Linked DNA regions of Mus musculus: regions 2, 3, 4, 5, 6 and 7 are each linked to region 1. The links are chromatin contacts, called in public HiChIP or PLAC-seq and promoter capture Hi-C maps. All regions are on one chromosome and are shown on one strand. The core of a region is the stretch at or near the end of the contact, and the rest is flanking DNA. Distances in the headings are between cores, read along the strand shown.

The links. Promoter capture Hi-C pulls out the DNA fragments that hold promoters and counts their contacts. HiChIP or PLAC-seq counts read pairs in DNA pulled down with a chosen protein or histone mark.
Region 2: a contact with region 1 is called in an H3K27ac HiChIP or PLAC-seq map of VIP interneurons, with 5 times the contacts expected there. The contact joins the enhancer-like site here to the promoter of Nfib in region 1. A contact is called at or near these places in 7 of 39 promoter capture datasets (the 3T3-L1 cell line, the C10 cell line, the SN4741 cell line and 4 more) and 8 of 115 datasets of contacts at active chromatin or transcription factors (VIP interneurons, astrocytes, cardiomyocytes and 5 more).
Region 3: a promoter capture Hi-C map of hippocampal neurons shows a contact between it and region 1, with 8 times the contacts expected there. The contact joins the enhancer-like site here to the promoter of Nfib in region 1. A contact is called at or near these places in 7 of 39 promoter capture datasets (the 3T3-L1 cell line, the HPC-7 cell line, frontonasal cranial neural crest and 3 more), 5 of 115 datasets of contacts at active chromatin or transcription factors (the NIH/3T3 cell line, forebrain, neural progenitor cells and 1 more) and 1 of 9 other capture datasets (embryonic stem cells).
Region 4: a promoter capture Hi-C map of stem cell-derived epiblast-like cells shows a contact between it and region 1, with 3 times the contacts expected there. The contact joins the enhancer-like site here to the promoter of Nfib in region 1. A contact is called at or near these places in 5 of 39 promoter capture datasets (the 3T3-L1 cell line, cranial neural crest, liver and 2 more) and 6 of 115 datasets of contacts at active chromatin or transcription factors (VIP interneurons, astrocytes, cardiomyocytes and 3 more).
Region 5: a promoter capture Hi-C map of hippocampal neurons shows a contact between it and region 1, with 9 times the contacts expected there. The contact joins the enhancer-like site here to the promoter of Nfib in region 1. A contact is called at or near these places in 5 of 39 promoter capture datasets (the 3T3-L1 cell line, the C10 cell line, hippocampal neurons and 1 more) and 6 of 115 datasets of contacts at active chromatin or transcription factors (astrocytes, cardiomyocytes, craniofacial prominence and 2 more).
Region 6: an H3K4me3 HiChIP or PLAC-seq map of craniofacial prominence shows a contact between it and region 1, with 7 times the contacts expected there. The contact joins the promoter of Mpdz here to the promoter of Nfib in region 1. A contact is called at or near these places in 12 of 39 promoter capture datasets (the C10 cell line, cranial neural crest, embryonic stem cells and 7 more), 1 of 484 Hi-C or Micro-C datasets (the HL-1 cell line), 14 of 115 datasets of contacts at active chromatin or transcription factors (the NIH/3T3 cell line, VIP interneurons, astrocytes and 8 more) and 1 of 9 other capture datasets (embryonic stem cells).
Region 7: a promoter capture Hi-C map of embryonic stem cells shows a contact between it and region 1, with 3 times the contacts expected there. The contact joins the promoter of Ccdc171 here to the promoter of Nfib in region 1. A contact is called at or near these places in 2 of 39 promoter capture datasets (embryonic stem cells and stem cell-derived epiblast-like cells), 1 of 484 Hi-C or Micro-C datasets (embryonic stem cells) and 2 of 115 datasets of contacts at active chromatin or transcription factors (both in embryonic stem cells).

What each region holds. Positions count from the first base shown.
Region 1 is chr4:82,503,507-82,507,506 of GRCm38.p6, forward strand. Nfib (nuclear factor I/B) reads right to left here and starts at 2,273. Exons shown (of 12, transcript NM_001113209.2): 1 at 1,225-2,273. The coding sequence starts at 1,254.
Region 2 is chr4:81,331,043-81,335,042 of GRCm38.p6, forward strand. The region is part of intron 22 of Mpdz (multiple PDZ domain crumbs cell polarity complex component); the gene reads right to left. Among named protein-coding and RNA genes, the nearest start is that of Gm25803, 5.4 kb to the right of the region's middle. Within about 2 kb of position 2,094, at least 48 of the 459 cell types and tissues checked have an H3K27ac peak or open chromatin away from gene starts, as enhancers often do. A contact at or near this core is called in VIP interneurons, embryonic limb bud, forebrain and 1 more, where this site is marked.
Region 3 is chr4:81,361,957-81,365,956 of GRCm38.p6, forward strand. It overlaps Mpdz (multiple PDZ domain crumbs cell polarity complex component), which reads right to left. Exons shown (of 47, transcript NM_010820.3): 13 at 3,953-4,000; 14 at 2,038-2,184; 15 at 1,070-1,234. Among named protein-coding and RNA genes, the nearest start is that of Gm25803, 26 kb to the left of the region's middle. Within about 2 kb of position 1,730, at least 3 of the 459 cell types and tissues checked have an H3K27ac peak or open chromatin away from gene starts, as enhancers often do. A contact at or near this core is called in hippocampal neurons, where this site is marked.
Region 4 is chr4:81,398,133-81,402,132 of GRCm38.p6, forward strand. The region is part of intron 3 of Mpdz (multiple PDZ domain crumbs cell polarity complex component); the gene reads right to left. Among named protein-coding and RNA genes, the nearest start is that of Mpdz, 43 kb to the right of the region's middle. Within about 2 kb of position 1,854, at least 3 of the 459 cell types and tissues checked have an H3K27ac peak or open chromatin away from gene starts, as enhancers often do. A contact at or near this core is called in stem cell-derived epiblast-like cells, where this site is marked.
Region 5 is chr4:81,416,588-81,420,587 of GRCm38.p6, forward strand. It overlaps Mpdz (multiple PDZ domain crumbs cell polarity complex component), which reads right to left. Exons shown (of 47, transcript NM_010820.3): 3 at 2,285-2,451. Among named protein-coding and RNA genes, the nearest start is that of Mpdz, 24 kb to the right of the region's middle. Within about 2 kb of position 2,089, at least 11 of the 459 cell types and tissues checked have an H3K27ac peak or open chromatin away from gene starts, as enhancers often do. A contact at or near this core is called in hippocampal neurons, where this site is marked.
Region 6 is chr4:81,440,832-81,444,831 of GRCm38.p6, forward strand. Mpdz (multiple PDZ domain crumbs cell polarity complex component) reads right to left here and starts at 1,984. Exons shown (of 47, transcript NM_010820.3): 1 at 1,805-1,984.
Region 7 is chr4:83,523,429-83,527,428 of GRCm38.p6, forward strand. Ccdc171 (coiled-coil domain containing 171) reads left to right here and starts at 2,117. Exons shown (of 26, transcript NM_001355378.1): 1 at 2,117-2,342.

The DNA.
Region 1 (4,000 bases), core at 1,023-3,522:
CATCTTCATTCACAATTTATGAATGCCGCAGTCCTTTTGAATCACAATGGTTTCTAATTGTCATACAATTGAAATCTTAATTATTTGTTCATTATAAAAATGCATCCTCATAATCTTAGATTTTTAAAACTTTAAGACAACCAAAACTAGGCAATTATGTTTCACTTTCTTGACAATGTCAATGAAAAATTTCAATGACCCAATCTAGACTCATACTCTTAAAAGTTGGAAGTAAACTGTCCCATAACTTTCAAGGTTGAATTAACTGCTGTAAATTAACAGTTCTGGACTAGGCTGTTTAAGCTATCATCAGTTGGTGAGTTCGTCGGGCATCCATGAAAGGATGAAAGCGCCCCAGGTAAGTCTCTAGATCTGACCACTTCTTCATTTTACCATCTGACTGAAGGGATAGAAACTAGTTTGGGTTTTTAGGTATAAAGACAGTGTTTTACCTCCTAACGTTGTTCCTTAAGGCAAATTTCCAAGTTAAAAAAAAAAATCTCACTTTTCTGATACTACTTTATGCCTTGCGAGCGATGTTCAAATATCATCAAATGAACAAGTCTCACTTTTAAAACAAACGTGTCCTAAAAGTCCTAAAAATTCACCACAAACACTTCAACTTCTTGTCAGCGTAAAAGATCGCCTCTGAAGTGAGGTCTTTAAAAACCCGAAATGTGGGTCACTGTAGAACAGGACTTTAGGCACCCCAAAACGCAAAGTAATAAGTCCTCTGGACCACCACCTAGACTGGCGGCGTCACCCGCCCACTGTGGGCAGCAGAGTCCAAAGGCGCTCAAGCCTAGTTCTCAGCCCCTTGCCCAAGAGTCCATCTACAGACGCTCCCAAGCCGGAGTCCGCCCCACGCGCACCGGCCAGGGAGTGAGGGTGCCGCCGCGGCCACCACCGCCGCCGCTGCCTTCGCCGCAATCTCCTTAGGGGCGGACAGGGGCTCACGGCCGCAGGTCTCGGCCCTGCCCACCCCCAGCAGCCTCGCCCGCCCGGTGCCGGCTCTCCCCGCTCGGGCGCTGGGATGGGCGCACACGGCAGCCGTGGTCCCACGCCGCCCGCACAGCCCACCGCAACTCCGCACTACTTCTCGGGGAAGACCAGGGTGTGCCAAGGTTAGGCAAAGCCTTTGAGGGTCTGCAGCACAAGAGCAAGAAGACACAACAAAGGCGTCTGGGGCCAGAGAAAGCTCGAGAAAGCGACCAAGATAAGTACCTGAGTGAGACAGATGGGAGAATACATCATGACTTCGCCTTAAAACGCACTTTCCCGGAGATGCCCAAGAAAATCTTCCAGAAGCAAGGATTTCATCTATTCATTTTACAGTCATCTGAGCCCAGCGATGCGATCAATCAGGACGGGGCACTGCGCCGGTTCACCGCAACTTCGCAACAAACCCAGTCCTCCTTAAATAGCCAAAGATTCAAGTTCACTCGGCGAGCTAGATTTCCCGGGGTGAAATCCAATCTACACTTTTAACCCTCTTGCGGTTCGCGCGCGCCGGCCGAGCTCTCCGAGGCTGCCGCCGCTGGTGCAGGCTGCTGGTCGCCTGGTTTAGGGGATTTGTTTTCTGTTTTGCAGTTGTTGTTGTTGTTGTTTGTTGTTGGGGGTTGGGGTGCGCGAGGGTTCGGTGTGGGTTGGATTGGGGTGATGGTGGGTGGTGAAATGTTTTTTTTAAAAAAAGGCGGGGAGGGGGGCGCAGGAGGCCAGGCGGTGGGGAAAGCGAGGAGAATGTGTCACCGCGCTGGTAAAGTTCAAGGTTACCGCCGCCAACACTGCAGCAGGATCCGGGAGTGGCGATCGCAGGCGAAACTTTGCTGCGAGCCGACCACGTGTGTGCGCGAGGGGGAGCGCAAGCGAGTGCGCGCGGGTGGCGGGGCGCGCGCAGGAGAGGGCCGGGTGGGGGTGGGGGTGGGGGGGAGCAGGGAGAGGCCGGGGTGAGGGAGGGGGCGCAGGCGCGGAGCTCCCGGGCGGAAAAGCCTTTGCTGCGCTCCTGCCCCGCCGCACCGCCGCCCGCCCGCTTCGCCCCGGGTCTGACCCGCCGCGCGTGGACTCCGCTGCCGGTGCCGCTGGCCACAGCCCACGGAAAGGATCGGAAGGACCTCCTGAAAAAAATCCCAAACGATCGATCCCGCTTGGCTGCAAACTCCTCTTTTCTGTCCTGGGCTCTATTCCCCCTCCCTCTCTCGCTTTCTTTCCTTGAAAAACTTGCAAGTTGAAAGATTCACCGGTTCCACCCTCTGGACCCCGCTCGAGCTCTCTCCAAATCAGACTTAAGGATTGTTTTATTATTTAATTACACAATCACCGCTTTACTCCTCCTCCTCCTGCAAACGCGCGTTCCTTTTGCACCAGCCTCTCCACACCCCCCGCCCCCCACCTTCCTCCTCCTCCCGCGCGCCTCCCCCAGCCCTCGCGTCTCTCCCCCTCATTTGTTAAAGGTATCAGACCGGTGCCACAGTATTGGGACTTTTCTTTTCTTTTCTTTTCTTTTTTCTTTTTTCAAAAATAGCTCTTCTCTCTGCCACTCTTCGTTTACCCCCGAAAACCCGCCCAGGGAGAGGTTATTTCACTGCTCGCTGCAGACGCTCAAGACGCGAGAACATCCTAAGGGGAGAAGCCCTGAACCGGCCTGGGCCCAAGAAAGAAACGAATGGAAAATTCCCTCACACCCAGGCCGCCCCGAGCCGGGGCTAGGGCGCCGACTCTAGCACCCCAGGCGGCTGGAGGGAGAGGGAGGGTGGAGGCGGGGGCCAGAGTGAACTTGGCCTCCTGGAGTTGCAGCGGACGGGCGCGGAGCCCGGGGCGCGGCGGGCAGCCCAGCCCGGAGCTCGCACTGGCGATCGGAGAGGGGCGCCGGGGTCCCCAGGGTCCCCCGAGCCTCGCCGCAGCGGCCCGCCCTCCCCCGGCGCCCGGTGCACGTGGCCGCGCTCGGAGCGGGAAGGCCGCGCCACCGCTCGCCCCTCCTCTCCTCCTCCTCCTGCCGCGCTGGCCGCGTCCCAATCCCCACCCCCAGAGCCCGGGGCGCCGGCGGAAAGCGGCTCCCTTCCCGCGGGGGTGCGGGCAGGGCGGGGCCGCGGCGCGCCCGAGGCTGCGGGGCGGGAGCGCGCGGGGTGCGTGTGCGGCTGCGGGTCTCCCCGGCGGCTCCCGCCGGCTCCCCGCCCCGCCCCCCGCCGAGTGAATGAACTTGATTCCCGGGACCCTGGAGGCGACCGGCCAGCACCCCCTTTCGCGCGGGCACTCTCTCCCACACACACCGCCCCCCAAATTCCGGGTTTCCGCTAGGGGTGGGTGGGGAAATGGAGGAATCAAAGGCTGCCCCAGACAATGGAGAAAGAAAAGTGAGCGCCCGGGGCTCCATGTCGCCCTAGCTTGGGGCCGCCGAGCGTTTCCAGGCCCCCCGCGGCCTCCCGCTCCCACCCCGCGTCCTGGACTTTCCCCCCCTCAACTTTCTCCAGTCCTCGCACTCCTGACCACCGTGCCCTCCCCCAGCGGACCTGAAAGAACCAGTGACTTTTTCCTTCCCCAAGTGGAAGTTACCCACATCAAGCATTTCACAACGACACATCAAGAAAAGTAGGCAGGTTCAAGTCAACCATGAAATGGTCACTTTTTAACCCCGTCCTGTCCTCATTAGGGAAATGCTCAAACACAGTCCGTTTTCAAAAAGCGCTCTTAATGAGGCGAGCTTGCCAAGTCTACCAGCTGCAGCCCCTGTAAACCAAGAGCCTGGTGAAGAAAGGCGCAGGGGGTGGGGAGGCGGGGAGGGCGGCGGGTCTAGGAGGACAGGTAAAGTCGGGGGAAACTGTGAGAACCGGGGCGAGTTAACCCTTTAGGGCACGCGCCACGGGGAGCGGCCTCCGTGCCCCCGCTAGGCAAATCCTCTAGTTAGCGTTCTGACAACGTTAATTTCTTTTGTACTGGTCATTTCTTCTTCTTGAAAAGCTGGGACAAAGTTGACAGTCTTTATAGATGAAAGGAGGTGACAGTC
Region 2 (4,000 bases), core at 844-3,343, 1.2 Mb before region 1:
TAATATTTTGTCATAAACTATTTAGATTCCCTAGTAGAAATAAATTACATGTACTTTATTAAACACTAAATATCTGGAACTTATTGTTGTTAACAGTGTTGCTAAAATCCTTGTTTAAGGAAAGATTCACTAATGTGTAGCAGCTTATTTTACTTTTATTTTCCTCATAGAAAGCTGCTTACACTTGAAATAAAACTAGTAAGTTCAACAAGTAGCAACTGAGTGTTCACCATGTGGGAGCCATTACACTGGACATGGAATACAGTCATGAGCTTAGAAATCAATGCAGCCAAGCTCCTACTTACTGCTATTCTGGAAGGCTAGTTGCACCACTGATAAAATTTATTAATAGGTTGGTCAATATCCTCAAATTAGTAAATACTCAGGGAAATACTATTCTTGAAGTCAGTAGGATAGAAGACATGTTTGTGCAACTAGTCAAGAGAGGATGTATACAACATGTTCAATATAGCAATCACAGAGACTCTTAAAATAGAATACATCCACTAAGATGAGTTCAAAAGATCCTGACATTGAGTCAGAGGCATTCAGTCTTTCATGTCTTCTACGTGCAACTTCATGGGTTTGAGGTGCTCTGAGGCAAGACAACACTGCTGAACCTTGAATGTTTCAACCACAAGCATGTCATCATTTATTAGGCAGTCATTAGCAACATGCCACCAGACAGTGAGGCAGGCAGGATTCTCTCAGAACACAGCTGGCTGCAGTACAGGAGCCCACCAAAAAAACCCACTCAACCCCCCAGGAATCTCCTTGAGACAATTCTACCTCCAGGACCAAACTTTGAGCAGAAAAGAGTGGTTATAGAAATTTCACTAGGCACAGTGAAAGCATTTCTTTCACTGGCCCAGCTTAATGTATTCATTTATTAAAACAAACAAACAAACAAACAAACAAGTAAAACCTTTAATGTGTTACAAAAATACTGAATAGTAGATTTGCTGTTATCCACTCAAATTTCATGAGTCAAACCATGTAATTATATATTTCTATATAATACTAAAATATAAAAATGAATATAAAATCTAAAATGGTAACAGGATTTTAGAAAACATAATTTTTGAAAGATCTTTAGAAAAACTAAATTTGAGAGAACTCATATTAATCAACCCTTGAGTTAAAACCAAGAGAAAATATATAGACAAGGTATGTCAGGAATGCAATAATACTAATAAAAAGCCTCGCCTGATTTATTAGGATCTTGAAGCCCTGACCAGGATCCAGGAGTTGTTCTGTACTTGCTGATTTACTTCCATCAGAGGATAATAAATGAAGGCTTTATAAATATTTGTTTGATATTTTGTTGGCCAGGGAAAAGAACAGAGAAAGTCGCTTCCATGGTATTTGTCCCAACCAACATTGACAGTGGTCATCAGAAGAGGTGTCCCACAATGCAACAGCACATGCAGGGCAGTTGCAGCCCATGGCCAATCACACAGCCCATAGAAGCTCCGTATGAGGCAGAACCCGCCAAGGCTGAATGACAAGCTGCAGAAGCACAGGGAAGCAGATTATCTGGGAACTGCATCAAAACCTTCTATGTAATCTAACCTCTGGTTACACACGCAGTGGAAGAAAAGAGATTCGCTTTAGTGATGCTGACATGTGATAACAGCTGCTAATCCAGGGGTCACGCCTGAACATGCACACAGAATCAGTCTCACAAAGGAGCCTGGAAGCTTAGTGGCTGACAAAAAAAGGATTTCCAAATGAGTTTACAACCATTATTGCAATGCGAAAATGTAGCAACTGCATAGCTCTGCTGGAAATGACATTCTTATAAATGAAGAAAACAGCCAAACTGTACACACTGAATCTGATCTGGATCTGGGATGTTACAAAAGCATGAAATGGTTTTCACAGACAAGTTGTAACACACCACCATAATGAGCTTTTGAGTCACCAATACTCACACATAAAAGGGGGCCCGATCGTCAGCAGGTGCTGCAGAGAATCTAGAATGGGAAGCATACGCCGCAGCGTCTTTTTACAATGGTGTTAACAAATGTCAATGTCTTATGCTGAATGTGAGACGCATACATATGTAGTTAAAAGTGGGTGCTCCTGGATATTTCCCCCTCTCCACCTCCCTCGCATCTACACCTCCCCCAGAAAAGCATCTGCTCTTTCCTGGCGTCTATAGCGGTGATTATTAACAAGCCTGGAAAAATGTAACTGCAATCAATCTTTTATTCCTTGATCAGGAATTCATCCCACACGTTGGGTTAAGGCAGGTGAATTCTGATTCAGCTCAGTAATTATCTGGCAGATGTTATAAGCAGCTGCTGCTAAGCACAAAACCCTGGCTATTATTACAGTAATATGTACTAGCTCCTGGCAAGGTACAGTGAAAAGGAACAGAGTGCATTCTGTTGAGGGCTCACATCTGGCTTTGCACAGGAAACAAGGAGGCCTGGAACTTAACTGGCTGTTCTTGAACTCTGCAGACTCAATCCATCCCTTAGGCATGCACGAATACACACAACCTTCCCAGCTGTCTATCCTGAATGGCAGAGAAAGGAGCACACACACATACTGTCTCAACAAGCAATCCCTTCCCTATGGCCAATCAGTTCCGTAGCTGAGTCAGAATCTGTGAGGATTTTTTTAATAGCTTCCAGCGCTCCCCATTAATAAGCAATATAGGAAAAGTGACTGGATAGAACTTAGAGCCAAGCCATAAGTACACAGCTGAATGGGTCAGGGCTGGTGGTATGGTTTTACTCAGAATAAAGGTATAGCTGCACTTCCCTCTGGAAGAATGACAACAGTGACCTCAGGGCAATTCTAAACCTCTGCTTTATGAAATGGAAGTGACAGAAAGGGGAAATGGCCAAAAATACTTCAGAGAAAACCCAGAACACATTGCTCAGCAGCCCCACTAAATGTGGTTTATATAATGTGTTCTGCTTCTGAAAAAAAGACTGGGAAAATAAACTAAATTCCAACCATCTTCTCAGTAAGTCCATTTACAGCTACCTGAATCAGCATGAGTGGGCCTTTAAGAAAAACTGGTGTTTTTTATGTGTATGCTGGTGTGTGTGTGTGTGTAAAAGACTTACTCTCATGTGCATAGAGACTATTATATCTGTATGAAAGACTGTCATGGATATGTGAGAAAGACTGACTAGTATGTGTATATGAAAGACTGATATGTGTATGTGTAAAACTGACTAGTGCACAACAAATAGTGATTTTGTTTGTATGTGTATGAGAAAGACAAACTATGACTGGTTAATTTTAGAAGAAGGCAGCTTTTTCTTCCCTCTGTTTTACATGTCAATGTCACAATGTGCTTTGACTTATGAGATGTGATAGCCATGCTTAGCAAGTTAGCCCTCTAGTTATCTTTCAGAGTTATAAGGCAATTGATCCTCTCTCGGGGTTTGGGGTTTCTGGCTTGATTGACAAGTGAAGAGGAAAAGTAGAGACACAATACAAATGATTCAGGAATATGAGAAGAGATGTTCTGACTTTAGGTCCACTCAAACCTTCTCTGGCATTAACTCCATGCAGGACCTACACTCTGGAGACACTGCTGAATTTCTGCAGTTATTGCTGGGGATGGGGTATGGAAGCTGATGCTTCAAGTGCCCAACAGACTGGGTGAACAACAACTGAGTGTTCAATCACCAGGCCATCTGCATTTCATAACACACCCAATCGTGTAAGCTAAATATCCTGCCACAAACTATTTCCATGTGATCTGTTCCTTTGGGCAAAAGGAGGGCTGGCCACAAGCAAGAAGAAATGAACTGAAAAGCTGTTCCATTTGTGAAGTACAAGGAAGAAATTTTAAAATGATGTTCCCCTGTACTCTTATTAAAAGATAATTAAGAAATATCTCTATGATCTGAAGATCTGGTCTACTACAGAGTCAAAATGGCATGTGGGCTACGACAGTGTGCGTGACGTTTCTACCTGAGCAACAGCCTTTCTGTGTCTGACAGCAGGAGTCACTCACAACAGACACGCTCAC
Region 3 (4,000 bases), core at 480-2,979, 1.1 Mb before region 1:
AGCCAACCCCACTTATCTGCATGAGCATGTCAAATCTAAGAAAGGTGTGTTTGTCTAGTCTGTGTGCTGCCTTTGCTTTCATATTCTATTGCACTGCCCAGAGCCATGGACGCAAACCTCCTCCTCTGCTCTCCTGTGACCACCCCTCTCACTCCAAACGAACATATTCAGGCAGGCCATTGCGCAGCCTTAGACTGGCACAGTTTGGAATCATGTTTCTTGTTCTTTCCTGTTATGATCACCCACGTGAATGATAAACTCTGTACTTTACCCTTTAAGTTACAAAATTATTCCATTGTATTGATTCCTTCAGCATAAGGTAAAAGAAATCCCTGCTTCACAATATCTGACCAGGGGTCTATGTTGCAGCACCTTCCAAAAAGATGATTAGCTCTGTTCTTGGATATTGTGATTCAAACAGATAAGAATAAGCATATAAAAAATACACACCATAGAGTATTATTTGATGTGAATTGTGAGTTAACTTATGATCTACACTAAAATGTACAAATGAATTAAAACCCAAACAAACACTAAAACACATCTTTCTATATTTTAACTATTAAATGGTTAACTACAAACCAGAGGTGGCAGGGTGGGTAAATAAAGATATGCTTTTCCGTCTGTATACGACTTGCATACTTCTGCCAATTGGGGTTGAGCTAGTTAATGGAGGCACTCCAAATACACATGGTGCGTGGTACCTCATGTCAAGTGCAAGGCATGCAGTTGGGAGGACCTACTGTCAAGTTCACAGTGTGCAGTGTTATCTGTTGTAACTGTTTTCACCTACAGAGAGACTGTCCATGAGATGGGCAGCATCCTAACCTACATTTTACAGAAGACAAAAACAACAACTGAGGTTTAGAAAGGAGAGGTGCTTTGTTCAGGGTAAGCATCAATTCTGACTGAACTCAAGCCCAAGCTGTTTGGGTTCTAGATCTATAAGCATAGACTCTTAAAAAAAATCAAGTCTTGCAGAAAATAAAAATACCTTAACATTCTAACAGTGTTAAGCATCAAATTAGCCTTCCTTCTGTGAGTTCAAGATCATTTATGTCCAGCCTACCTTTTCTGTGAGTTCAAGATCATTTATGTCCAGGCTATCCATTTCTGATAGGGCAATGGGTGGCACAGTCCGACGGCAGCATACCATTGTCACATCTATAGGCAACTCTTTTAAAATATTGACCACATCTTGATGGTTTTCCCCAAGCAAATTTATACCATTCACCTGCAGAAAGGCAGGTCCGCACAAAATAAGTTTTAAACTACAAAGGTCTGTGTGTGAGGGAGCACCATTTTCCCACAACATACATTTCTTTATGGTAGTGGCTGTGGCTCTGCCTTGCCGAGACCTGCAGTTAGACCTGTGCAAGCACTTCCAAACAGGACCTGAACTTGAGCTCAGAGTCTCGCTGTACCTAGAGCTTCTCAAGTACCATGGTAAAACCCTCAGCTTCTCTCTAGGTTTCATCTGTGAATGTAGGGTAGGGAGAGAGAATACAAATATTCCTAGTAGATGCAGGAGAGAAGGCTACAAAGAATTAGCATTTAATGATTTTACTAAGAAAGACTAGAAATGGCATATATAGTATGGTAAAATGTTTTTAAAACTGGGAACATTTTTTTTCTCTGCATTTAAAAAAACATTGACAGATTGCAGAGAAACAAATACCAGTAGATAGCTACTGAGCGACAAGAATTGAGTGAGTGGGGACAGACAGGATGCGTTTTGCTGTTTGTCGTTATTCTCTATGGAAGCATATGAAGGTGTCGACTATTCTAAGAACTGAATATATACTTGAAAAATAGTCATGGAAGTTTCATAGTCTCTGAAGGCTAAAACAGCATAAAACACAACAGAACAAAAACCACCAAAAGAGAACACGGGGAACTGGATCTGCAAGTTGGAATACACACACAGCTTTGGCATCTCTGCTTTGGACTGACTTTATGATATATTCATCACTATTAATTCTCCAGCAGCCTTTCCCAACTTGCATCAGTAGAAAGAAGGAAATCAGAATTTCTTACTTCCAAGAGCTCATCTCCACTGAAGAGCTTCCCGCTGTGTCCCACAGGGCCTTCTGGTAGCACAGACCGGATGAAGTGGTGGCCCACAGTTGCCTCCAGACTTATTCCCAGCCCACTATTCTCACTAAACTTGCTCACATGAGCCACCTGAAATGAGAAAAATTGTCACAACTCTAACATTTTTCTGTTTTTTTTTTCTAGTCATATAAATATTAAGTTCATCCAAAAAAAAGTCAAAAAACTTTTTTAAAAGTCTTATTGTAGTGCTACCAGTGAAAGATACTTATGTCAAATGGCTTCAAAGACCAAGAGTAAAGGGATATGTCTAGCCTCAAGCACCTGAGAGCATTCTCCGAAAAAATTCCTATAGACCTGAGCACAGCTAACAGCCTGGAGACTGCATACCTGGGACTTGCTGCTATGCACACCATGGGGTGCCATGTGTCATTTCCCACAAATAATAACTTTACCAAACAAGACCTCTCACATCTTAAGGTGGTGGGTGAAAGGTCAGTATGAGAGTGAAGTCACCAGACTCTGAGCTGTGATGCTGAGAAGCATTCTTCTCAACCCTGAAAACCCAAATAGAGCTCAATTACTCTAAGAAAAGGCCAGGCTCCCACTGAAGTCGCCAGCTATCTCTGCTCCACACCCCCTCTATAATTCTATTAATGCTGCCAAGTACACAGTAGGCAAGGAGAAGGCGGGACTACACCCATTTACCAGAGCACAGATCACAAATGATGTGGTCCTGTCGTGCAGCACGCTTCTGCTCTTAGGAGAGGACAGGAAATATGCAGACAACAGGTACACAAGGGGCCTTTCGGGTTCAGGATTGGTTCTGATATAGATGAAATGGCTTGTGGAGGGCCCACCTCTCATTCAATTACCCCCTAAACAGCAAATGATGCTGTCCATACCAGTCACATTAATCCCACCCATGAAGTCAGTGCTAAATGAAGTGCTCTTCAACTGTTCCTACTGTATTCCTCTCCAACTTAAGAGTTAAGATGCTCCTGGCTGTACTTACTCATTTCTGATTTGATGTTAATTACCTTGAGTTTTTACAAACAAGTACTGCTATGAAAATGAAGTGCAACATTGACAACACTACTTAGCAGTGAAAGTCAGAGATACCTGTAATATATATCATCTATTTTCTTTTACCTCTTCTAACCTAGAGGCATAAAGGAATTATTATAAATATGAAAAATTATACTGAATGTAGTGTTTTACTTTTGCTTTTGATTTTCCTGACATTTCAATGACGTGAGTCAACTTTGCTACCTTTTATAATAGCAAATAAATAACCAACACTGCCATAAGTGATATGAAAGCCAGGCAGAATCACTGTATCACAAAAGCAAAATGAATAGGAATGACAAAGGCAATGCTGGGTGGAGCATGGTGCACACCTGTATGTGCAGCACTAGGGAAAGGAAAGTAGAGGGGTCAGGAATGCGTGGTCCTTTGTCTATGCAGAGAACCTGAGGCCAACCTGGGCTACGTGATGCCTTGCCTGAAGTGACTCTTTTTAACATGGAAAGAAGGAAGGTAGATGAGGAAAGAGGGAGGGAGGAGGAAAAGCCTACAGCTCAGTCATAGCTCAAGGCAAGCTTTAACTTATTTGAAGTAAGGTGTCACTCTATGCTGGTTCTTTCTATAAACCACATGTGTAGAATCAGGAAACCCTTTCCTGTGTGAACAGTACTTCCACCACTCTCAGAAATACTGAGGCATGATGACAAACTTGCAAACCATGTATTTCTGTCCCTTAGCAACATGACAGCTTCGAGAAACTCCGACCTCTGACCTCTCCCCAGGCCTCTTCTCAATGAGTATCATTATTTTCCCCAAGAATTTCCTGCACAGACACAGGTCCAAGTGATGAAACAGGAAGAGCAAGCCAACCTACCACTATTTCATAGTTAATTCCCATAATCCTCTGCCACTTGGTCAGCAG
Region 4 (4,000 bases), core at 604-3,103, 1.1 Mb before region 1:
TGTTCTTAAACTCTTAAGAATGAAAAAACACATCAAAACAAAACAAAACAAAACAAAAACCACTCAATTGCATTATGCCCAGTAATCTTCATCAGGTTTTTTGTTTTGTTTTAGTGTTTGCTTTTTTATTCTCTGAAGTTTTATCTTTGTCCCAAAGTACCACCTATAATCAGCCTCCAAAAAAATGACACCATTGCATACATTAGCAAGATTTTGCTGAAAGGACCCTGATATCGCTGTCTCTTGTGAGACTACGCTGTGGCCTAGCAAACACATAAGTGGATGTTCACAGTCAGCTATTGGATGGATCACAGGGCCACCAATGGAGGAGCTAGAGAAAGTACCCAAGGAGCTAAAGGGATCTGCAACCCTATAGGTGGAACAACATTATGAACTAACCAGTACCCCGGAGCTCTTGACTCTAGCTGCATATGTATCAAAAGATGGCCTAGTCGGCCATCACTGGAAAGAGAGGCCCATTGAACTTGCAAACTTTATATGTCCCAGTACAGGGGAACGCCAGGGCCAAAAAGTGGGAGTGGGTGGGTAGGGGAGTTGGGGGGGAGGATATGGGGGATTTTTGGGATAGCATTGGAAATGTAAATGAGGAAAATACCTAATTAAAAAAAAATACCACCTAATTAACACTATTTGCTGTTTTAGATACACAGGAATTTTCCACAGTAAAACATGGCTGCATTTGAATCAGCTCTGCATTAAGCTTAAATAGTGCCTTCTTAATCAAAGAACATAAGAATTTAGTTCACTTAATGCCTATGTATTTATTTTTTAGTTAATGAACAAACATCTAAAGGTATTACTCTACAAAAGTGTAGTATTTGAACTTTCTACAGTAAACAAACCCATAATAAATAAAATAAAAAAAAAAACACTCCTAACTTCTGCACAATGTGCATTAGAATTTCAAAAGACACCACAGACATTTTCATCTTAGCCAGCTCTATGCTCTGTCTTAAAATTATTCCTGACATAAGAAAAATATTTATCCATTTTCAGAAACAACACACACTGGTAAGAACTGCATTCTGGTTTTAGGTAACTCTGTTAATGTGATCATGACATATTTTTTTCTTTTCTATCCTCCAAAACCCAAAAGAAAAGTCTGAACTTAACTAGACAGTCCAAGGAAGTGGGAGTCATTTTGCTTTAACTAGTCCACAGCCTACAGATGGAGAATAGCCACTTCTGCACAAATTAGAATTAAGGAAAGGGGAAAACTTGTTAGGCAATGAAATAAAGTTGGGGACATAAGCATTTACACTTTTTAAGAGAAACATCACAAAACAGAATCTTTCAATTAAAAGTCAAATTAAGTAGTAAAATGTGCAGGTACCAAGCTAGTGAAATGTTTAGTAGGTAAAGCTGCTTGCTATACAAATATGACAACTAAACAGAGTTTGATCCCCAGAACCCACACAAAGGGAGGAGAGGACCAACTCCACAAAGTGGTTCTCTGACCTTTGTATATACGCATATGCCACACAAAAACATATATATATATATATATATATATACCCTCTTGCCACACAAAAACAAATGTGGGTGTGCACGTGTGTGTGTGTGTGTGTGCATGTGTGTGTGTGTGTGTGTGTGTGTGTGTGTGTGTGTGTGTGTGTGTGTGTGTGTGTGTGTGTCAGCCTGGCAAGGTGGTTAAGAAACTGACTCTCCGAAGCGATCTTAAGACTTCTGGTGAGTGGAACACAGCATCTGCTCCAATCCAATCGCACGGGACTTGAGACTGAATTAGTCAGGGAAGCAAAAACCCGGTCTGAGTAGGGGCACAAGCCCCTGTCGGTCCGAGCAGCACAGAGGTAGCTAGGGCGCACAGTCGGGTGACTACCACCAGCTACCCACAACACCCGCCAAGGGATCTTAAGAATTCTGAGGATTGGGATCTGCCCAGCACAGGAGCACTTTGCCTGAGCATCTGCAGGAGACATCTCTGTTCCGGGACCCCGCCTAGTGTATCCTGCACAGACAGCTGGCCATTTTCCCGGACAGAGGATAGGGATCTGCCCGGCATGGGAGCATTTTGCCTGAGCAACAGCAGCAGACATCTTGGTTCCGGGACCCTGCCGAGTATACCCTGCACAGAGAATCATGGTTCCAGGACCCCGCCAAGTGTATCCTGCACAGCTCCAGAGAATACCAGATGGCGAAAGGCAAGCATAAGAATCCTACTAACAGAAACCAAGACCACTCACCATCATCAGAACGCAGCACTCCCACGCCACCTAGCCCTGGGCACCCCAACACAACCGAAAAGCTAGACCCGGATTTAAAAGCATATCTCATGATGATGGTAGAGGACATCAAGAAGGACTTTAATAACTCACTTAAAGAAATACAGGAGAACACTGCTAAAGAGTTATAAGTCCTTAAAGAAAAGCAGGAAAACACAACAAAACAGGTAGAAGTCCTTATAGAAAAACAAGAAAACACAAACAAACAGGTGATGGAAATGAACAAAACCATACTAGACCTAAAAAGGGAAGTAGACACAATAAAGAAAACCCAAAGTGAGGCAACGCTGGAGATAGAAACCCTAGGAAAGAAATCTGGAACCATAGATGCCAGCATCAGCAACAGAATACAAGAGATGGAAGAGAGAATCTCAGGTGCAGAAGATTCCATAGAGAACATCTGCACAACAATCAAAGATAATACAAAACATAAAAAGATCCTAACTCAAAACATCCAGGAAATCCAGGACACAATGAGAAGACCAAACCTACGGATAATAGGAGTTGATGAGAATGAAGATTTTCAACTTAAAGGGCCAGCAAATATATTCAGCAAAATTATAGAAGAAAACTTCCCAAACCTAAAGAATGACATGCCCATGAACATACAAGAAGCCTACAGAACTCCAAATAGACTGGACCAGAAAAGAAATTCCTCCCGACACATAATAATCAGAACAACAAATGCACTAAATAAAGAGAGAATATTAAAAGCAGTAAGGGAGAAAGGTCAAGTAACATATAAAGGCAAACCTATCAGAATTACACCAGACTTTTCACCAGAGACTATGAAAGCCAGAAGAGCCTGGACAGATGTTATACAGACACTAAGAGAACACAAATGCCAGCCCAGGCTACTATACCCGGCCAAACTCTCAATTACCATAGATGAAGAAACCAAAGTATTCCACGACAAAACCAAATTCACACATTATCTTTCCATGAATCCAGCCCTTCAAAGGATAATAACAGAAAAGAAGCAATACAAGGACGGAAATCACGCCCTAGAACAAGCAAGAAAGTAATCCCTCAACAAACCAAAAAGAAGACGGCCACAAGAACAGAATGCCAACTCTAACAACAAAAATAAAAGGAAGCAACAATTACTTTTCCTTAATATCTCTCAATATCAATGGACTCAATTACCCAATAAAAAGACATAGACTAACAGACTGGCTACACAAACAGGACCCAACATTCTGCTGCTTACAGGAAACCCATCTCAGGGAAAAAGACAGACACTACCTCAGAGTGAAAGGCTGGAAAACAATTTTCCAAGCAAATGGTCTGAAGAAACAAGCTGGAGTAGCCATTCTAATATCGGATAAAATCAACTTCCAAAACAAAGTTATCAAAAAAGACAAGGAGGGACACTTCATACTCATCAAAGGTAAAATCCTCCAAGAGAAACTCTCAATTCTGAATATCTACGCTCCAAATGCAAGGGCAGCCACATTCATTAAAGACACTTTAGTAAAGCTCAAAGCACACATTACACCTCACACAATAATAGTGGGAGACTTCAACACACCACTTTCATCAATGGACAGATCGTGGAAACAGAAACTAAACAGGGACACACTGAAACTAACAGAAGTTATGAAACAAATGGATCTGACAGATATCTACAGAACATTTTATCCTAAAACAAAAGGATATACCTTCTTCTCAGCACCTCACGGGACCTTCTCCAAAATTGACCATATAATTGGTCACAAAACAGGCCTCAACAGATA
Region 5 (4,000 bases), core at 839-3,338, 1.1 Mb before region 1:
AGCAGGATTCAAGGACCTAACAAATTAATCTTGAAAATATAGTGTTAGAATGTAATATCAGAATCCAGCTGCTGCTCAGAAAACCGTCCTCTATAACAGCTCCCACCTTTCACAGATGCCAACATACTGAGTCCTACTTAACTGACTTCCTGGTGCCATGAGCTTTCCACCCAAGAAGCAGAGTTATAGCAAAGGAGGTTTTGGTGGACACACATCCTGCTCCTGCCCCCTCCCCTGCATCCTGCCTGGAAAGTTATGAGCCTCATATGTCCTAAGAAACATCCCCTATCCTCATAAAGGTGTAGGAAAGGCCACTTATATCCTGATTTCCTCTCTTCAGAGTCCCATTATGTTATTTATTTCTGGTGCAAAGGCCTAGTTCAGGCCTTCTCAGAGATCTGGCCATGCTGTTGCTTGTTGGTCTGTCTAGAGTTAAATAAATCTTACATCCTCATGAAACAATCTCTATCTCAGTGCCCTCTATAGCATCAGAGACATTCCCTACCAGTGATAGAAATCACAATAGGCTATATTTTGTGAAGCTCCTTACAATACTCAGTAGCTATCTCAGTAGGCTTCATGTGAACCATTTAAGCCCACAAGGCCCTAGAGTTAGATTCTATTTCTACTTGAAAGCAGCAGAACCAGGACAACCTGTAGGCCATCTGTGTTCTTTCACTGGACACAGAGGACACAAGCCCTCTTCCCTGCAGAAGGCTGCCTAACAGGCAATGATCTAGCTACTTTGCTTGACTACTAGTGTATTTTAACATACTTGGCATATGACTTAATTTTCCTGTCATTACAACTACATGTTCACAAGATGCACAAAGAAGACTTCTGGTCACTTTTGAAAAAACATAATTTGATAATATTTATTATAAAACATAATTGCTAACATAATATGGTAATATTTATGTTTATATTCTAGACACTGGTTTCTCCAAAAGGTTGTTAGTCCATCATTATTAAAATCCAGTCTTTCCAGTAACTTACCAAGAAAAGAAACACACATACATACAACAAAAACTCACTTTTAAATTCACAACCATGGCTTTTTAAATAATTAAGATGAAACTAGCTACAGAAAAATGACTTGAGGGTGTGTGTGTGCGCCTGCACAGCCTACTTGCAGGTGTCTATGCGTGTGAGATCCATTTGTTTCTCTCCCCCAGTACCACCATACCAGCTTGCAGTTGTTCATGTGTTTGTTTGTTCATAGAGGGTTCTGGGGATGGGGACACTGTTGACTATGCTGTCTCCTCAGCCCAATAGATAAATATTTCTGAAGATTCTTCTTTTTATTTATGGGGAATTACAAAAGCACACGGGAATCTGGGTTAAGGCTGGAAGACACAAAGCAAGCTTCTCTACTATCTGTTGGCATCTGGAATATCCGTCCCACTAGAAATGCTCATTCACTGAATTATGAAACTAGTTTTTAAGTTTCATTTTTACCCTTTTAAGGCAGAATATTTGCTAGCAAGTCATCCATAACCATTAAATTAATTATAAAAACATGAGAACATAATTAAATTAACTTCAAACCTTGAGAGGATAAGAACTGTTTTAAAAAACGTTTTTAAAACCTGCGAAATGGTGATTAAATTAAGTAAGTTCAAAGAACATCTGACTTTGGTTTTCATTCTGTCATGTGATATGCTTTCAGTTTTAATATAAATGTTCAAACTTTTTAATGTTCATAATTTTTCAGGGAATAAAACATGGTGTTACATTTAGAAATCCTAATGTTTATCGCCATCTGATGCTGTCATGGAAGCAAGTGCTACTTGCACACTCTTAAGAAGTGAGAATTGCAGCTCCTCTAGCTGATGACAATGTAATTATCCTCTCACTGTCAAAACAGAGGTGACTTCCCTTCTTCACACACATGATTAAACATACAAATTCATGCTACTCTCAAATTCTGTAGCTGTACTGAACGTCGGAATCTGAGTGAGCAGGATTACATGAACAACGGGGCCTAGTGATAGTGAAAACCAAGGGTGCAGCCACCCAGCCCAAACACTCTCAGCAGCCTTCCTCCTGCAGGAGCTCATGTCTAAGCATCCACACAAGCTTTCAACATAATGTCATACCATCCGCAACAACAGGGACAAAAATAACCAGCAGGGAATAGGCACTGCGAGCCTGAATGTCTGTTGGTTTAAATGACTTCATTATTTATTAACGCAGAGAGAAGTCAGCCTGTGGAAAAGCATGAGCCTTTCCTTACAAGATCTTTGCTACACCGTGATGGCCTCTGTGGGTGATGCCATCCTACCTGGTCTTTTAGCTGCTGTAGTGAAGTCTGAAGGTTCAAGATCTGACTGAAGAGTGGACTCTGCAGGACAGACTTCAGGAGACTCAGTTTGTCTTCATTTGCAACATCCCCGCGTTCTTTCAGCTTGCTTTGCAAGCGCTCTGCTGCCTGCAGGGCCCGATTTTTGTCTATTCCAAAGAGATTTTTTTCTATTATCAGTCAATAACAGAATTCAAAAGACTCGTGAAACCTATGAAGACCCTTACACCTTTAGAAACCTTAAAATAATCTCCCAAAGTGCACAGCATTGTCACATGGGAACTGAGTATGAAGCAATTTAAAAAGTACATATTTTTAATTCAGTATAATGACACTCTTTTAAGACTTTAAATACTTTTTTCTCAAAATTAAATAACATATTTACATATGCTTCAAAACAACCCAGCTGCTTGATTAGATTTAGGACCTAAAGGAAGACTAAAATCTATCACTATACATATTTAAGTTTCTTACAGTGAAGTTCATTTAAAAGCAGGAACAGGGTATAGTATATGCTTAAGCAAACAGTTGTAAAGCCCCAGAAACTGATGCAAACGATGTGTCACTGAGCTTGGCGCCAGATGTTTCCAGCCCCGTGAAAACAGCATAAAGCCTTGCATGGCCTTAAAAATCTAATCTCTTCTTTTTTAAAAAGATAAACAAACTTGTATTTATGTATAATAAAATTGATAATTAACCCATTAGTAAGTGGATGTGGCTGTGAGTGATGAATTACATCCAAAGTACAATAATTCCATGTATTAAAAACTTAAGTATTCTACACTAGATAATTTCAGAATCCTAGATAATGGACATTTCAAGGTACTATTTCAACCCTTGGAATATTTTACCCTAAAATTAAACAGCATATTTATAAATGCTTTAAACCAATAACTCAGATGACGGCTAGACATCTTATGAAAGTGAGCATGTTGACTATGCTCTGATAGGCCTACCACCTTACATACATGCTTCTACAGTCAATTTCAACACATTTCTGAATTATAAAAACACAGGTTCTTATACTTTAGAAGCCAATTTTGGGTTTTTTTTTCAAATGGAGATTCTTCAAATATGTTCTAGTACAGTCATGATGACAGCATAAACATCTACTGCATGTACATTGTATGCAATATTACATGTATATGACAGTAATCAGAAAAGAGGGGTTCACCACTAGAGACATCTGGCATTCCACAGACACTGGGTGATGAAATATTATATTGATCATGAGTACATACACACAAACAAGTTAAAGTTCTTTCAGAAATTCTAAGCAAAGATTGATAAAGATGCACGTGAGAACTCTGTTTGTTCTCTATCACATTTTCCATGGTAAGTCAGAACACAAGCCTATTACTAAGATGCACATTGATCCTTAGAGGGTGATGCTACTTAGCAACTGCTAACAGGAGGAAATCCTGAAAGCACTGTCTGAATGGAAGCCACACTTTCCCTTTCCTTCTCCTGCATTACAAGGAACTTCCCGATGTGTCCCAACAGTTTTTATGGCCTAAGATTTCAATGCAGAATGAGACATAGAAAATGTAGCCACACAGAATTTTATGATCAGAGTAGGAATGGAGTCAGATGTCAAATGTCACAACAGCTCCTTTTCCTTTTATTGTCCCATTCCCTCAAAACTGGCAACTGCTGAGGTGTCAGAGTGAACTGTACATGCCTTTCAGTACTCAGGCT
Region 6 (4,000 bases), core at 734-3,233, 1.1 Mb before region 1:
AGAAAAATACCTTTCTTATCAGCAAACTGATGCTTGAAACAATGCAACTATACCCAAGGATAGTTACAACCTAGTTATACCTAAGGCCAAATGTCTATTTTTACAAACCCACTGAAGCCACAAACATCCCTTGGACAATCTAGGAATCTTGGATTAACTAAGAACTCATCTGTTTCTTCATTCTTTAGTGTAGAACTTTCTCTGGGAGATGGGGCATTTACAGTACTTGGAGTCATATCCAGTCCAGTATGTTAACTCTGCCTTAAAGTATCTGATGAAATTCAGAGGATGTTAGCCATATTATAAATGTAAAAAGTGGAGCCAACCTGCAACTCAACTCAGTCAAATCTATGAGGATAGACTTAGGATGTAATCTGCAGAATGGTCTTTCTCTAACTCAGGTCAGTTACCTTTGCAGCAACTCACTGTTGCTCAGAAGGTTCTAGACCACCCCCCCCTCAGTCTTACCTCCAGAACACATATCCAGGATTTCATTTGTAAACCATTTTGCGTACTTTAGTTAAATGTTGAAAGTGCTAACCAGCACTGAATCAATGCAAATTTGCATTTCTGAAATTATCTCTCTAGTACCTTCCAACCTGCAGCAAAGTATGTTGTATAGATAGCCTTTACTCCCTCAAGGTGTTCCCTATTTAAAAAGCATCTGAAATGCAAAGACGCCCGTAGGAATTCAGTAGATCATTTTCTGGGTGACAGAATTTGGAGCACCCTAAAAACAAACTTAACTCCCTCACCAAACCACCATCAGGGTTCTGTGGTAAAATTAGAACGTGGTAAAGGAAGAAAGAAAACCAGAAGAAACTAGAAGAATCCAAGGAAGAAAGGAATGCATGAAAGACACAGCACACATATGCACTATTATCAATATGCTGAAAAAAAGTCCCATCAATTTTTGCTTATTTTTTTTAAATGGGGTGAGGAAGATAAGACAAATTACAGAGCCTTCCTCTATCCATAATAGCCCAGGTGCACTTTTCCAAAACTTTATATTAGAACTTGAAATTAAAAGCGTTCAAAGTTTAGTTTTATTAAAGTTTTAAATGTAATTGCTATTCTGGATTCTATCAGCCTCTAAATCCGTAATAAACTACATTGGATAATTTGATCGTTGTAAAATCTTCATCATCTCTTAACAAGTTCTACATGCAAAAACCTCCCAAACCCCTAGGACCAATCCCCCCCACACACCCTGTTCCCAGATCATTAATTTATGAAGGGCATCCTAAACGAGGGTCTATGGACACACAAAGGTGATGTCAACTGCACAGCTGTCCTACAGCACAGGATGAGGTGGCCTGGGCTCAGTTCTCAGATTCATCCCCTCAGGACACTAAAACAATACTGAGAGGAGTTTTCCCTCTGGCTGGTGAAGTCGCGGTCCTCTTATCTGATGCTAGAAGGAAACCCCAACCTTCGCCCGCAGGCCTGCGTATCCTCGGCGTCCTCCCCCCGCAGAGCAGCCCCCTCGCGCCCGCCCCGGCTGCCACCGCCCCCTCCTCCTCCTCCTCCCCGCCGCCAATGACCCGGGAAGGAACTGCCCAGTCCCCGAGTCCCTGGAGAATAAATAGCAGCCCAGAGAGCACCATCGCGCCCCACGAAGCAGGGCTCAGACACAAAGCGCCTCCCGCACGCTCCCCCACCCCCACCAGGCCCGGGCCCTCCCGCACTCCCCGGGCCCGCGCACAGCAACAGGCGCGCAGGCCGCGCGGAGAGCACGGCGGGGAGCGCGCAGCCCGGGAAACTTCCAGAGTCCCGGGGGCAGGGCTCGGGCGGGGCCGCTTACCGGGCTCGGCGGCCTGGCGGGGATTCCCGGGGTGGGCAAAGCGCTCGGCTCCTCTCCGCTGTAGTCGCGGCCCTCGGAGCGCCGTGTGGCGCGAACGCTCACGCGTGGCCGGAGAACCGGAGCCCGCGGCCGGCCAGCCTTGCTGCGCGCGGACCAGCCTCCCGGAGGCCGCGGGGCTGCGGGAAGCCGTGACGCCGGCGGGGCGCGCTGGCCAATCAGGGGCGCGGCCCAGCCGCCGCCGAGATGGAACGACCGGCGCACGGGCCCGGGCCCGCGTGGGTGACGGACAAGCGCGAAGGCGGCGGGGCGTGGGGCAGGCTCCTAAATGTGACTTCCAAAGGAAGTGCCCTTTTTTTAAGTATAGCGTTTCACACATATTGACGCGAGAAATACTTGCACTCCAGTGTTGCTGATATTTTATCAAAAACTTGAATTGGGCTAGGAATGTAGTTTTTGTGTTTTATGCTCCCGGCCCCTGCATTGGTAGTCTCTAGTTGCAGTTCTCCTAGTTCTTGGTGAGGACTGCCCTCTGCATTCGTGGCCTCTTGAGAAACGAGGTGGTCAAGGGAAGTCCTTTTTTGAGAAGTTACTTAGCACATCAAGATGCGTTCTTAGCCTGGTGAGACAATAAAAAGAAAAAAAGCAGCAAACTCCTCCGGGAAAGTGCTCAGAGTTGTCTGCTACTGGGAATTGGGGTGGGAGGGAATGCCCCTTTTCTGTTTTGTGACTTTTACAATTGTCTTTCTGTTGACCTCAGCTCTGGAGTCCCACAGTCTATCCCCAACCCCACACCCATTAAAGAAAATACAGCTCGCTCGCTCTTTTTTCTAAGTCTAATATTAGAGTGAACAATTTAAAACTCTCAGACTTTAAAATACAAGAATTGCGTTGTAATTTTATTTTGTCTAATAAAAAGCGATTTGCGTTTCTCTAACATTTACTAAATATTAAAGGAGGAAGCACGTGAAATGCACAAGAATGAAAGTGTTACCGTTCAATGAAAATTTTTGCTTGCTAATGTGAGTTGATTAAAGTGGATTCAGTGTCTTGGGTGGAGACAACACAGGGCCCAAACCTTCAATTCCCTTGGTTCCGCAAATATGAATCAGCATAGATTTGACATGCAGGAAAATGTGAACTCTGACTGGATGTCTTCAGAATGTGTGGATATGAGTCAGTTCTAGGATTTTTGAAAATGAAGATGTAGTTCGTCTGAGGGACATTTCATCCCATCTTCTCTTCCTCCCACAGTGCATTTGTGGGAATCTGTTCTATCAGGCGTCCCATCTTAAAACCAAACACAAAGGTAAAGAGAAGGGGCTAGGGTTAGGGGTAGGGATGGAGAGGATCTATCCACAGTTCTGTCTCTACCCAGTGTGTTCTTGATCACAGCTGCGCAAGAGACCCTTACTTCTGGGCCTGTCACTGCTCTGACAGTTGTCTTGGTAAGGGCCTTCTACTGCCTAAACTCATGGGGTGTATTTCTCATCTCATAGTTTGTACTGGCTGGTTTTGTGTGTCAACTTGACACAAGCTGAAGTTATCACAGTGAAAGGAGCCTCCCTTGAGGAAATGACTCCATGAGATCCAGCTGTAAGGCATTTATTTTCTCAATTAGTAATCAAGTGGGGAGGACCCATTGTGGGTGGTGTCATCCCTGGGCTGGTAATCCTGGGTTCTATACGAAAGCAAGCTGAGCAATCCAGGGGAAGCAAGCCAGTAAGTATCATGCCTCCATGCCCTCTGCATCAGCTCCTGCTTCCTGACCTGCTTGAGTTCCAGTCCTGACTTCCTTTGGTCATGAACAGCAAAGTCTAAACTGAATAAATCCTTTCCACTACAACTTGCTCCTTGGTCATGATGTTTTGTGCAGGAATCGAAACCGTGACTAAGACATAGTTTATGTTTTCTCATGCATTCACAGAGGCTGTAGAGACTCCTAAGCAAGAGCTAGACTTCGAAGCTTCCTTGTTTTCAAGTAGATCTGCAGGTCCTGGGGCATCCCTGTCTTTGCCATCTTTGAATACTGGAGGTCCTCAAGGTTCAGTTATGAATCTTCTTTCTGTTTTAAATGTACCTTTAAATCCATTTTCACTTCCACCTTCTCATCGAATGGCCAAGAATGTGCAAATTTGTATGTTCAGTTCAAGCATTTCCATATATTCAAGCATTTATTGAATATATCCATTTGCCTGG
Region 7 (4,000 bases), core at 867-3,366, 1.0 Mb after region 1:
TTGAGGGAGTGGTGGGGTTGGATCTACTTGTCTCTCCGATGGGCTGGGAGAAAGGAGGGGGCTGAGGTGACCAGGAAAGACAACCAGAAGTGGGTTAGAGAGCGTCTCACTATAGATAGCCTTTACCCAAACAGGGGACCAAGGAAAACGAACCTGTAACCACCAGGGAAAAAGAGAAACCCTCTAAGGACTCCGAGGTGATCGGATTTATTGTGTAATTACTATAATTTTCATTAGCCTTGTTGCTAATATGACCTGAAAGGCTCTCTGTGATCTGAGCTGAGCATATTTCTCTAGCAGATCTTTCATATTTTTCTCCCCTGCACCCAAAGTTTCTATTTTGTCAAAAGTCTCATGCTTTTTTTTTCCTGTCCCAATTCGTTGTTACTTTGGTGAATCTATTACTCTACTTTCTTACACTAGACTTTACATGCTCCACAAATCGCTTCCCTGTACTCAAGGTTGACGAGCAGATCTTTTCTCTGATCCCTGTGGCATTTGTACTTTATAGCTGGTATTTTTATTACCTAGCTCCATGCTGGGCACATGTGCTGTACTCTACGCATGCTAAAGACAGAGTAAATGAACTTTGTAAGGATTCATGTCAAGCAGCTTTTCTTTAAAAAGTGTACAATGTAATAGATCAGTTATGTTTGCAATGTAACACTCCCTTCTGTGATGTTCCTAAAACACGATGAGCTGATGTGTGTGTGTGGCCCATGATTTGTAACCCCAGTGTTCCGGAGGCTATGGCAGGGGATCCAGAATTTGGGGCCTGATTGGGCTACATAGGGAATTAAAAAACCCCACCCAGACAAAACCAAGAAAGCAAAACAACAACAAAATCACTTCCCTCCAAACAAAAATCTTTCAAATAACAAAACTAAGCCGTATACAATTTAAAAAAAAACTCTCATCTTCCAGGACTGTCAGGCCACACAGAGAAACCCATGGTGGTGGTGAATGTAATCTTATTTATTGTAATTCTCCATTTGATTCCTAAGTAGAGAGGGCTACTTTTGTTTCCTTCAGTTTGTTTTCGAAGCAGTTATCTCTTCTGGCTAAAGCCTTAAGAAGCAAGGAAAACCTTTTAAAAACCAAACAACTGACCTCAAACCAATTAAAGTTTCTCAGCAGTGCAAGAACCAAAGTTTTAATCTATTTGCTCTTAGGACTGTTAACTTTCCAGAGCGAGAGCAGGCGAGAACCCCAACACCTGGTTCAGGCTGATTACAACCAACCCCGGACAAGTTTAGCATAAAAGGCTCATTTTGTATGAACACTTGTGGAAAGAAGGTAGTGGCGGCAGGGATAAAAACCTTTCATCAAAATCCTGCCATTTCGCATTGTTCTTTAGGGAATAGGCTTTCAAAAGCCAAGGAACAAAAGAGGATTTGCTTTTCCAATCCTCTGAAGCGGCTACAGGGCGAACCAAAGCTCTTTATAAATTGTGGGCGAGGAGGGGGAGGGGCTGAAATCTAGCAGAGATGGAGCTCAAGGCGAGGCTCCAAGGCCTTATTTGCCAATGAATCCGGTTCTGCATTATTTGTAATCAAAGACGCTCAGCAGCATCAGAGCACCGACCTACATTCTATCCACCCAAGCCAAAATACAAAAGAAATCGATGGGAGGAGGAGACTGCAGGAGGAGGGCGCTGAGAGTCTGCCACCTGTGCCGAAGCCCAGGCACTCTCCCTGGGGACCCTGGCATCGGCCGCGGTCCTAGCGGGTTTCTCGGGCCGAGAGCCAGCTAAGAAGACGTTTACAGAGCAGGAACAGGCTGCTGCCCTTTTCCGAGGCTGGAAATGTGCACGCCACTCGGTTGCGGGAGTTCTGAAACAAGGAGAAGGCACAGCATGCCGGCGCTGGAGCGCGCATGGGGTGGAACGCGGCCCCGAGCCACCCGTGTGCTTTGCGCACGCGTACCCCACCCCTGGCGCATGCGCAATATACCCCGCCTGCCGCGGGAGCGCGCGCGGTTGCGGGCCGGCGCTTCTCTTCCAGCGCGAGCCCGCGTTCTCTGAGTACGCGCGTATCCTGGAGCTGGGGCTCGGGCGGCGGGCGGGACGCTGGGGACGCGGAGGCGAGGGGCGGGCCTGCCGGGGCGGGGCCAGGGAGGCGGAGAAAGTCGCGGCTGCCCAGAGCCTCGTCGCGTGTTCCGGGCCCCCGGAAGTGGCCGTTGTAAACTTCACCTCGTAGACTTTCTCCATCCTGGCCCTAGAGTCCATCGGCTTTCCCCAGTTGTCACTCTTTCTCCTGAGAGTTGCCTGACCTCCCACTCACCCCGAGACCTGAAGCTGCCTGGGGGTCGTGGGTGTGCAGGCTGGACCACGCGAGTCCGAGGTAACTGCGGGCTGTGGGTGCAATGGTGACTGGCGCCCGGGACCGGGAGGTGCTGAGAGGAGACTGGGCTTGCAGAGAGGACCCGGCTGAGGGCTGCTAGCTGGTGCTGACACGCCTCCAGCTCAGCCTCCAGCCTCCAGCCTCCAGCTCAATGGCCAGGGCTCTCCGCCCACCTTGAGGAAGCCGAGCATCTTCGCTGTACTCCGAGGACCGGTGGGGACTAGAGTCCTCGGAGCTCTTTGGGATCAGTACCCAAGGATCACTTTTTTTTTTTTCGTGTTTTACCTTCATTTTATTTAAATGCCTACCACACTTTAGGCACCCTACAAACGTTTGATAAGCAAAACAATGAGTTATGCAACTTCTGCCTACCACCCACCTTGGGACTTAGAAAAGTCAGCTGTGAGTTTAAAGCTGAATTTTGCGTACAAGCACACACCCCCCCCCCTTTGACTTTTTAATCATTTACGATATTCATATTAATCAAATACATAACTTAGAGACGATATCAAACAGCTTCTAAGATTTTGCACGTTGATGTTTTATACTTTTCCTAGTATTGGAGAAATGAAACTACCGTTTTGTTATTTGTATTTATCAGTGCTTAGTAACGACCAAACTGTGATAGAGCCGGAAATGCAATCCTTTCCAGTTAAAGGCAGAGGAATGCAGGCAGTGCAGCGGGATTCTAGGGAAAGTGAAGGCGGCTGTTTTAGCTTGGAGCTTGTGTGTAAATCCTGGCTCAGCCATTTATTAGCTGTGACAGGCAAATCACCTGTCGCCTGGACCTTAGGTTCTTTATGTCAAATAAGCAGAGTGGGCTTAGTCTTTCAGGCTCCGTTTACTTTTTGTTTGTTTGAGTTTCTTTGTCTTAGGCGTGTTTTATGGACAGAATCACACATCTCCTTCACCTCTCTTCTTTTTTCAGAGATGGGATGAAAGGTGGTTGAGACTGAACAAGAATCATGGGCACAAAAGTGTTCTGCTATTTGAGCTGCACTCAGCTCTGAAGTGCCCCCTTGCCAAATGAACCGTGTAACTGCTGATAGTCCCACACAGGTGTCACGACTAATGAATGCAAAGCTGCATAGACAAAAAAAAAAAAAAAAAAAAAGTGGATTTAGTGTTAGGGAATCAAGCCCTTTCCTCTCGATGAGTAAAGAAAAAAAAAAATAGCATTTGGTTAGACACCCAAACTGAGAAGGTAGTGGAAGTGCTGTGACACAGGTTGCATTCCTTTCATCTTTAAACAAGAGCGGAAAGGGTCGAGGGGCTGACTTAAATAGTTGATGAAACCTGATGCTTGTTGGTGAGTTGGTGTTCATCAGTTTAAAGGGGCGGGGGTGGGGTGGGGGTGGGCAGGAGAAGCTAGGCTGTGCGCCCAGAGAGGCATAGGCGGTTCCAGATAAGCATGTTTTCTTGGTACAGAATCATTAGAAGTCATCAAGATGTGAGTATGACTTTTAATTCTTGTAGTGAGTATCTTGGTACAAATCATTCAATCTCTGGGAAACCCAGTTTTCCCGTCTGTGAAATGGGCAAATAGTCTCTGGAGATTAAGGGATGGATGGTGGGATCAAGCATGCGTAGTTAGTTGCGTGTGTGGCACATAGTAAGTGTTCCATACTGGGCCCTGACTCTTCATCCAGCCCCTTTCT